Regions from separate parts of the Mus musculus genome. Here all the other regions are linked to region 2. The links are chromatin contacts, called in public Hi-C maps. All regions are on one chromosome and are shown on one strand. Each heading gives the region's core, a stretch centred on a gene start, on an enhancer-like site or on the middle of the called end of the contact. The rest is flanking DNA. Distances are from core to core; before and after follow the strand shown.

Evidence for each region. A called contact is a pair of places that touch in the nucleus more often than the background predicts.
Region 1: a contact with region 2 is called in a Hi-C map of uterus, with 5 times the contacts expected there. The contact joins two enhancer-like sites. A contact is called at or near these places in 1 of 484 Hi-C or Micro-C datasets (uterus) and 1 of 9 other capture datasets (embryonic stem cells).
Region 3: a contact with region 2 is called in a Hi-C map of uterus, with 5 times the contacts expected there. The contact joins two enhancer-like sites. A contact is called at or near these places in 6 of 484 Hi-C or Micro-C datasets (cerebral cortex, embryonic fibroblasts, myocytes and 1 more), 1 of 115 datasets of contacts at active chromatin or transcription factors (fibro-adipogenic progenitors) and 1 of 9 other capture datasets (embryonic stem cells).

What each region holds. Positions count from the first base shown.
Region 1 is chr1:73,515,095-73,517,795 of GRCm38.p6, reverse strand. No RefSeq gene overlaps it. Among named protein-coding and RNA genes, the nearest start is that of C530043A13Rik, 14 kb to the left of the region's middle. Within about 2 kb of position 1,270, at least 19 of the 459 cell types and tissues checked have an H3K27ac peak or open chromatin away from gene starts, as enhancers often do. A contact at or near this core is called in uterus, where this site is marked.
Region 2 is chr1:73,117,405-73,120,169 of GRCm38.p6, reverse strand. No RefSeq gene overlaps it. Among named protein-coding and RNA genes, the nearest start is that of Gm29185, 21 kb to the left of the region's middle. Within about 2 kb of position 1,384, at least 19 of the 459 cell types and tissues checked have an H3K27ac peak or open chromatin away from gene starts, as enhancers often do. A contact at or near this core is called in uterus, where this site is marked.
Region 3 is chr1:73,617,363-73,620,186 of GRCm38.p6, reverse strand. 6030407O03Rik (RIKEN cDNA 6030407O03 gene) reads left to right here. Exons shown (of 9, transcript NR_045311.1): 9 at 1,521-1,806. Among named protein-coding and RNA genes, the nearest start is that of C530043A13Rik, 89 kb to the right of the region's middle. Within about 2 kb of position 1,451, at least 7 of the 459 cell types and tissues checked have an H3K27ac peak or open chromatin away from gene starts, as enhancers often do. A contact at or near this core is called in uterus, where this site is marked.

The DNA.
Region 1 (2,701 bases), core at 21-2,520, 400 kb before region 2:
GCCTTCCTCAGAGACCATTCACTACAGCTGTGGGGATGCTCTGACTCCTGTGATGCTTCTCCTGTCCTTCTGGAAGCAGTAAGTTCAGAAGATAGACGTCAGAACAAAGGAATCTCCAGGGTCATACAGCAATTCTTTACTTATCTGTCATTTGTATCTAGAGTTCTTTCGGTTTTCCTTTCCCCTTTTGTGATTTTTCTCTGATAATCTGACGATCAAGATTTTGATAATTCAAGTATTACTATTATGTAAATATACAGGAGACTGGAGATAAAGGGGATGTCTTTCGGTGAGGTGAGCACCCCCCCTCACTGCCCCCCAGGAAAACCGACATGGAGAGGACATTGCAGTGAGCACCGAAAGCAGGGAAAGGAACCAGCCAGACAAGGAGCAGATACCCGCAGGGTTTCAGAACAGCAAGTGCAAAGACCCTGAGATAGGAACACAGGGATATAATCTATAAAGGAGAAACACAAAGGAAATTTGTTCTGACTTCTATCTTCTGGTCCTACTGCTTCCAGAAGGACAGGAAAACCACAGTCAAGGGAGTCAGGGCATCTCCACAACTGTCCTGAACATTCTCTGAGGACCGCCCCTGGCCTGGGGATTTTATCCTGTTTAATTTGTGACAGTGTTTCATCCTTAGAACACGGTGCTCTGTGCTTTGTTAAATTATCACTTTTGTGTGCTGCTGGGAATTGAACCCAGGGCCTTCACACATGCAGGCTACCACTGAGCTCCAAACTTAACCCAAATTAAATTCTTTATCCCCTGAAAGTTTGCCACGAGAAACCACTGGATTGCCTTTCTCCTTGGGTTTTATTTTATTTTATTTTATTTTATTTTTAATACTCCAAAGAAACTTCCCAGATTGACCGCAAATAACTGATTCATATCGAATCCATTTCTTTGCTTTGCTGTTGCCTCCTTGAATGGGTTTCTTTGATTCGTGGTGACAAGATTAAACTGATAAATCATGGACACAATCTGGTGCCATCCGTTTTCAACTTTATTCTTTTTTCGACGCCAAGGGTCTGTGATGGAAAAAGTTCCTCAGAAGGCCACAGCTGGCTCGCTCCTGCTCAGCAGCGAGTTAATAAAACATCTGTTGAAGAGCCTCCCTTTCCCTCTTCTCCCCAAGCTGCCTGGCTGAGGACCCGTTCTCTTTATCTCTGAAATCTTTTCCTGGATCTCTTTTCCCCCTTGGCTCTACAGACCTTTCATCGCCTCCCTCCACATGGAGTGATTCACAGCATTTGTGTTTCTCTTGAGTCAGCCTTGGGAAAGTCTAGAACAGGCCCTGTCTTTTCACCAGCAGTGGAGACCGGCTTCTGGGCTGTAGACTCTCACTTCATCTTCCGGGACAACATGGCTTCTTATGGGAGAGAACTTTTTCGTGGCCCTCAGTGCCAACCAAGGAGGTGGCTGGGTAGGATCACTCAGATCAATACTGCATGAAAGAAACAAAGTCTATCCTATGTGTGAGATATTAAAGGCAGAACCATGCAGTCCTGTACTGTTTTTTGGAGGAAAGTCCTTGGCAAAGTTTTTCTGATTGGTTCTGTTTCTCAGTTGTTCCAGTCAGGAACCCCATCCAGATGAAGAAGGGACAAGCAGACTCTTCTCTACCGTGATGTGTCAGCCAATGAAGGAGCAGAATCCATCCATCGTGTCTTTTACTGCTCCCTGGAGCAGGGGGAAGAACTAACTCACTTTCACTGAGCCACATTTAATAGTGGGTGGAGTGACAGTGTTTAACGCTATGCACAGTTCGCACATGGTCCTGTTTCTGAGCTCCTTGGCTCTGACTTCTCTCTGGGGAATTGCAGGCTCATAGTCTTGTGTCTTTGCCTCACAGTCAACTCTGTATGGTAAGCCCCTTTGAGTCATATCTCTTGGCTTGGAAGCCATGGATGGAGGATGGCCATCTTTGTGTCTTCCAGTTGGGTCAGAATGCACCGCCAATCTCTGTTTCCTTGTATCTTCACTGCAGGGAGCTAAGCAGATGAATGCTCAAAGAATGTAGGCTTAAGATGAAGATCTGAGTAGGTGAAGCAGGAACCTTATAGATCTGCTGAACTATATTTCCAGAACTCCAGGGAGTCTTTTGCTTACACCTATTTTCACTTCTGGTATTCATGCCTGAGAAACTTAGATGTGTCAGATCCAAGCACCCAAGGAAGTGAAGATCCAGAAAGATCCAGCTGCCTCGCCTTGTGTCACAGACACGTGGTTAAGCCCACCAACTTCACATCTGTCCCTGAGTTATTTGAACTGTGGCATTATATATCAATGGCATCTTTTCTGCTTAAGGCTGGCAGAGAAGATAACACAATGAAGGTATTAAAATCATGGCTACATCTTTGTGCTTAAGAAGCACTTTGTGATACTTAATCTTGACTGACAACTTGTTGGAATTTAGAACCACAATAGGAACAAGTCCCTGGGCCTGTGAGAGAGCGAGGGATTATTTAGATTAGGTTATTGAGGTGGGAAGATGCAAGGTACTTACCATTCTATGGACTAGGATCCTACACTAAATAGAAGAATTCCACCTGAGGGTAAGCCTTCTCATTTATGATAATGAATGCAGTACTGGCAACCACCAACCTTAGGCTCCTGCTGCCTTGACTTCCCCATCATGATGGGCTAGATCCAGGGACTTTGAGCCAAAATCAACCTTTCCTTTATTAATTTGCTT
Region 2 (2,765 bases), core at 135-2,634:
AGAACAGTCCCTGGGAATCAATCGAGAGATATCTGTGTAGCAAACCTGCAGCCTTCTTCAGGCCTAACTCCATGGAGTGTCTTTCATTCAAACAGACTCAATTTAAGTATCTCTTATGGATCATTTGGACTAAAGTGTATGGATACTAACTAACGGAGGAGGAGGTAGAACCTGGACAAAGGGGGCTGAAGGTACAGTTTGGTAAAGAAGACAATTCTAAAGCTCAAATATGTAGGAAAGAGAGAAAGAGAAGAAAGAAGGAAGGAATTGGGGAGTCAAAGAAGGGAAATGAGAGAAGAAACAGGAAATGGGATGAAGAGAAAATAAATGAGGATAGTGTAACTTAATCATGAAAAACAACCAAACTCACCCTCCCCACCCCCACCCCCACTCTCTAGTCTTCATTCAACAAGTATGCTGGGTACAGCTATGGACAAAGTTCTCTATTAGAGTTTTGATACTAAATTTCATTTAACTCTCATCATAATCCTATGAATCTTATTCCTTATTGAAATCTGGTTCAACTAAGACTTTCAGACTTTAAGAATCAAGGCTGGACTGTGCAGCTCAAGGCAATAAAAGAAGCATTTGAGATTCAGTACTACCTGAATCCACTCTCCTCTTCTTCTTCCTCCTTCTCCTCTTCCTTCTCCTCCTGTCTCACAGAACTTCTATGAGAGAAATTATAAGACAGTTAGCAGGAACCTCTTTCTGCATATGAAGAAGCTGAGAGATTGGATGCCATTTCCTAAGGACGTGTGACTAGTAACTGGTTGCACCTGAGTCAGGACCCCAGGTCTGATTTTAACTTGCTTCTTCAACTCTAAGCCAATTGGTTTCCCTCAAAGCAAGAATGAAGGTAATAATCGAGTGTGAAGACAATCTAGGCTCAAAAAAGGTTAATTCTGACAGAAGAGGGCTTAATCATCCCCAGCAACTCCTGGCCCACTGAAGTAAGCTCATCTGCAGTCGGCCCCTGCTTCCTCCATTTGTCTTTGATAGCAAAGACACCACCCAGCCTTTCTGGAGACCTAGGGCCAATTTCCATCAAAGGCTAAGAAGGAAAATCTGTGTGAAAAGAACAACTGGGATGACCTTTTAAAGAGTGGAAACTAGCAAGGGTGCAAGGAAGAACGCAAGAAGGAAAGGAAGAAAAGGGCGTGTGTGTTTTCCTTACGACTGGGAAGAGACCCAAGGAGCCTGGAGATGTAATGGGATATGGTTACAGATTACAAAAGTTTTGTTACAGCTATAATAGCCTTTCACAAAGGCACAGCCCTCCAGAGAGCTGTATTTCATCTCTGCTTTCCCCACCACATAAGACAGAGGGCAAGGAGCTGAAAGGCAAGGAACTCATGAGGGAGCTGAGCAAGCTCTGACATCCCCGTGACACTCCCATCAAGCGGGACTGAACTGCACCCAAATGCTCTTGTCATAACAAGCTCTGGACCACATTCTCATCATGTGTTTATTTATTTATTTTCACACTCCCCTTGTTGGAGATGCGTTGCCTAGCAACCGGCTGTCATACTCTAAATAGACACACACACACACACACACACACACACACACACACACACACACACACACAAACACACAGAGTGGTCCACTTGAAGACACTGAGACAATATTTGAGTCTTTGATGAACTTGCTAGGACTAGCACATCATTACTTGGAAGAGGTAGTTCCTAGAATTCATATTAGTCAGAGTCACATCACAGGCAGTACCTGTGACTGTCCCTTGTGAGGCAGAGAAAAGCTTAGTGACAGGCAGGTAAGGGACTCAAGAAGGCAGGAGGTGGCCTTGCTTTGGTGGAAAATACTATATATTTAACTCCCTTAAGCAGGTAAGGCTTTTGGATTCAGTTACAATTACGATTCCTCCCCTCCCCCCACCCTTGGTATGGTGGAGGGGGGGCCAGGTCTGAAGGTATGATTCACTTCATAAAGAGCACAGCAATGTCTACTGAGGTAATTTTCCTGTTTGAAGGAATAAAAAGCAGGCCATGTTCCTCCTAGCTCCTTCATGTCACTTGCTGTGCATGAGAGCTAGGATTGTGTCTCTGAAAAGGACTGTAGTTTAAATATGAAGTCTCTCCCAGGGGTTCTTAGGTCACAGCAAAGTTCCTTCTTGGTGGTACTGTTTTTGGGAAGTCCTAGAAACGTTAAGAGGTAGAACTTAGCTGTAGGTAGTAGCTGACTGGGGTGATCCTTGGGATCTTTTGCTCCTGGCTCCATCCTGACTGTCCCTCAGCTTCCTCTCTGTCCAATAATTCTGCCACCATGAAGTTCTGCCCGAGTCCATGGAACCAGGATGTCATAAACTGAACCTGCAGAAACCATAGATCTAGAGCCACTCATCCCTAAACATCCTTCTATCAAACAGTTTGATCACAGCTTTCAGACCCAGCCATAGTACATCATCAGGAAAATAAGTGGCCCACGGAGGAGCTACATCCTAAAAGATCCAGCCGTTCCACCTCTGGAAAATTGACACTTGAACATTTTTGTCATAAAAATAAAATAAGTAAAGTAACTTAAGCCCAGTTTGAGGGGAAACACAGCATAAGCACACGACTTAATAGGTTGTCTTGGAGCATGATCAGTGCCAGGATGAAGATTCAGACCCTTCTATCTCTGTCTCCAGTCTTTGCAAGCCTGCTTCTTTGCACCTTTCTGCAGTTTTAGCAAGAACTGGGCATTTCTGGGTGCCACACTCTTGAAAAACCTCAGTGTGTCTTTTCAGTCATTTTTGTTTGCTTTCA
Region 3 (2,824 bases), core at 202-2,701, 500 kb before region 2:
CCTTTGACCACTAGAAACATGGATCTGTTTAACACTGGGCAAGTGCCCTTTCAATGCAAAGCAAATGCATTGCCAAAACTGGTGAAAGACCTTGTGGAATTAATCGTCTGTGGTATTGTGTTTTCAGCCACTCCTTTAGCCACATGAGAACGAAGGATTTAATGTAAATATACATTATTAAGCAAGGATGGTTATAGTGACCCTGAGTGCTTTCACATTTAGCTCTGAAGTTCTCCCGACTCTTTACTGTTTTATTTTAAATTATGGTCTCCTCTAGGAAGGAGATATTTCAGTAGAGTGGGAGTTGTTTTTAAGGTTGGACCCTGAGCTGGGAGGGGCATGGAAAAGAGGGGAGGAGGTCAAAGCCATGGATATCTCCTTGGACTTGGTGAGTATTGGGAGTCTGAAAGGGAACATGCTGACCTTATAAAAGAAATCCAGTGCAGAGGAGTGGCAACTCTTAACTGAACTCTCACTGGTTAAAGGCTGCAAACAGAACCAACAGAGACCCCAGTCTTCTTTAAAAGGCTTGGCATGAGAGTCGATATTTACATTTTCCTGAGACCATGTTAAGACAGGGCATGTTTTCTTTCAATATTTTCTTATCGAGTTATGAATGCAAGCTAATTTCCTTTGTATGCACGAGGTGGAAAGCAGAGGCAAAGATTGTTGAAAACAGAAGACTGGGTTCTGCTGCCTTACCTGAAAGATACAAGTGTTCTTTTACTAAGGGAGAAAATGGGTGTCTGGAGGAGTTAAATGATGGACTCAGGGAGACTTGAAATATTAAGGATAAAACTGGCTGGACACCAAAGGACACAGCTGTAGGCTTTATTAGTTACTAATTCTAAATGTTACTCTTTCTTGTGTTCAAAACAGTTTCAAGAATCCTTTGAATCAAAAATAGACTTCCAGATATTCATTTGCCCCCTTTCCTCTCCCCTCAAAATACATACACTCATATTACAATACAATTAACAGTAACTTCAGATAACATGCAAATAGAAACATGTACTTCAGGTCTCATGGCTTCAGAATGTGTAGGTAGAACTCTGGATAGAAAGCTAAAGAGAGGTATGGAGACATCACCGTACTGTGGCAAAACTTCAGATAAACTGAATCTTGGAAAATGAAGTTTCACACCAGAATGAAAAGTAATATGTTGGGACCTGGTCACCCAAGAGCTCTGGGTTTAGGGTATGGAACAAGAGAACCTGGCTGTGTGTGGAGCTGGACTGTCATATGAGAAAGGCACCAATTATGTGAGAGAGGAGGTCATGTGACAGAGGTGCAGTTGGGGGCTTCTTAGTGAAGAACAATAAAGAAGTGTCCTATCAAACAAAAGCGAATCTCAAAATTGGAAGACTGGCTGCCACCACCCCCTCCACCCTGCCCTAGGTGCCCTCAATAAAAGAAAAGCAACGTTTTCACCCCAGAAGAGGGCACTCTTGAACCAGGAAATGTTTCAGGCACCTAGCTGGACAGCTGTGCTGACATTCATTTGTGTTAAATTCTTACAGGTACACAGAAAATGGCCGTCAGCATCCTTACAGAGTCACTAAGAAGACAAAATTGGAGCATCAAAGCCATCCAGGAAGTGAAAATACTCCAACCTGGGTCACACACAGAAAGCAGGAGAAAACTTTAACATGTATCCTGGCTGAATCAGTGTCTAAAAGCAGCATTTGAAAATATGAAACAAAAACTTTAAATCATTAGTTGCAAAGCTCAGAACAAAAATATCCCACAACATCCTTATATACTCAAGAAAAATGTGCAATAAGAATTGAATAAACTCTGGAAAGCAATAGAAGGAAAAAATAAATAAGATAAATAAAAATAAATGCTATCTTAGTACCCAAAAGACCCCAAATATTATTGGATATGAGGAGCATGAGAGAGGTTAACAGAATGGAGATAAAGCAAAGGTGGGAACAAAAGTCATATGGAGACCACGTGCTAGACATCAGTCCCAGAAGTGTCTAAAGCAGAAAACACACAATGAGAAATAACACGTACCTAAAACTACAGGCTACAGTGAATTTCTATCAGGAAATGAGGATCTGAAGCCCCATCTTTAAGGATTCACAGTACACTTTAAAAAAAAAAAAGCCTGGCATGGTGATGCCCAAGACTGGACTAGGAAATACTAAAAGAGAAACGACAACAGAAACCCAGATCTCCATGGGGGGAAAAAAAAGGACCAAATGTGCTGCAGGGGAAAGAAAATGAAGCTTCTTCATAGTGCATCCCAAAACAAAAGGAAACGAGGATATAAGGAGCTTCCCACATACAGACCCTGGAGAAGGCTGTACTTATGGTCCCTCTGCAGGGCTCAAGACTCTAGGGTAGTCTTCTATTGGGAACAATTTGTTGAATCTAACTAGAGCCCTAACAAAAAACTGACCACTAAAAACTGACCACATGTCTTAGAGTGTTCAGGTTTAAACAAAGCAAAACACTGTCGTCTGAGTAGGTTAAAAGCATGTGAAATGACATTCTCACAGCCATGGAGATGGCTAAGTCCAGACGGAGGTGCTACTGAATCGAATGCATTGTGAGGGTTCCCCTCCTTGGCTGTATCTTTACATGGCGCCAAGCACTAGCTATCTTTCTGGCAGCCTCTTCTATATGGGTAGAGCCTTAGCAACCTAATAATCCTCTAAAGGCTTCCTCCCTGAGTGTTATCACCTTGAGGTTAAGATGCCAACTGAATTTTTCTGGGGCATAAGAATTTGGTAAGTACTGGGAAATATTGTTAGTGAGAAAAAATTGTTTCTAATGCTCCAACCTGAAAATTACCAAATGCAGCATTTCTTTGTCT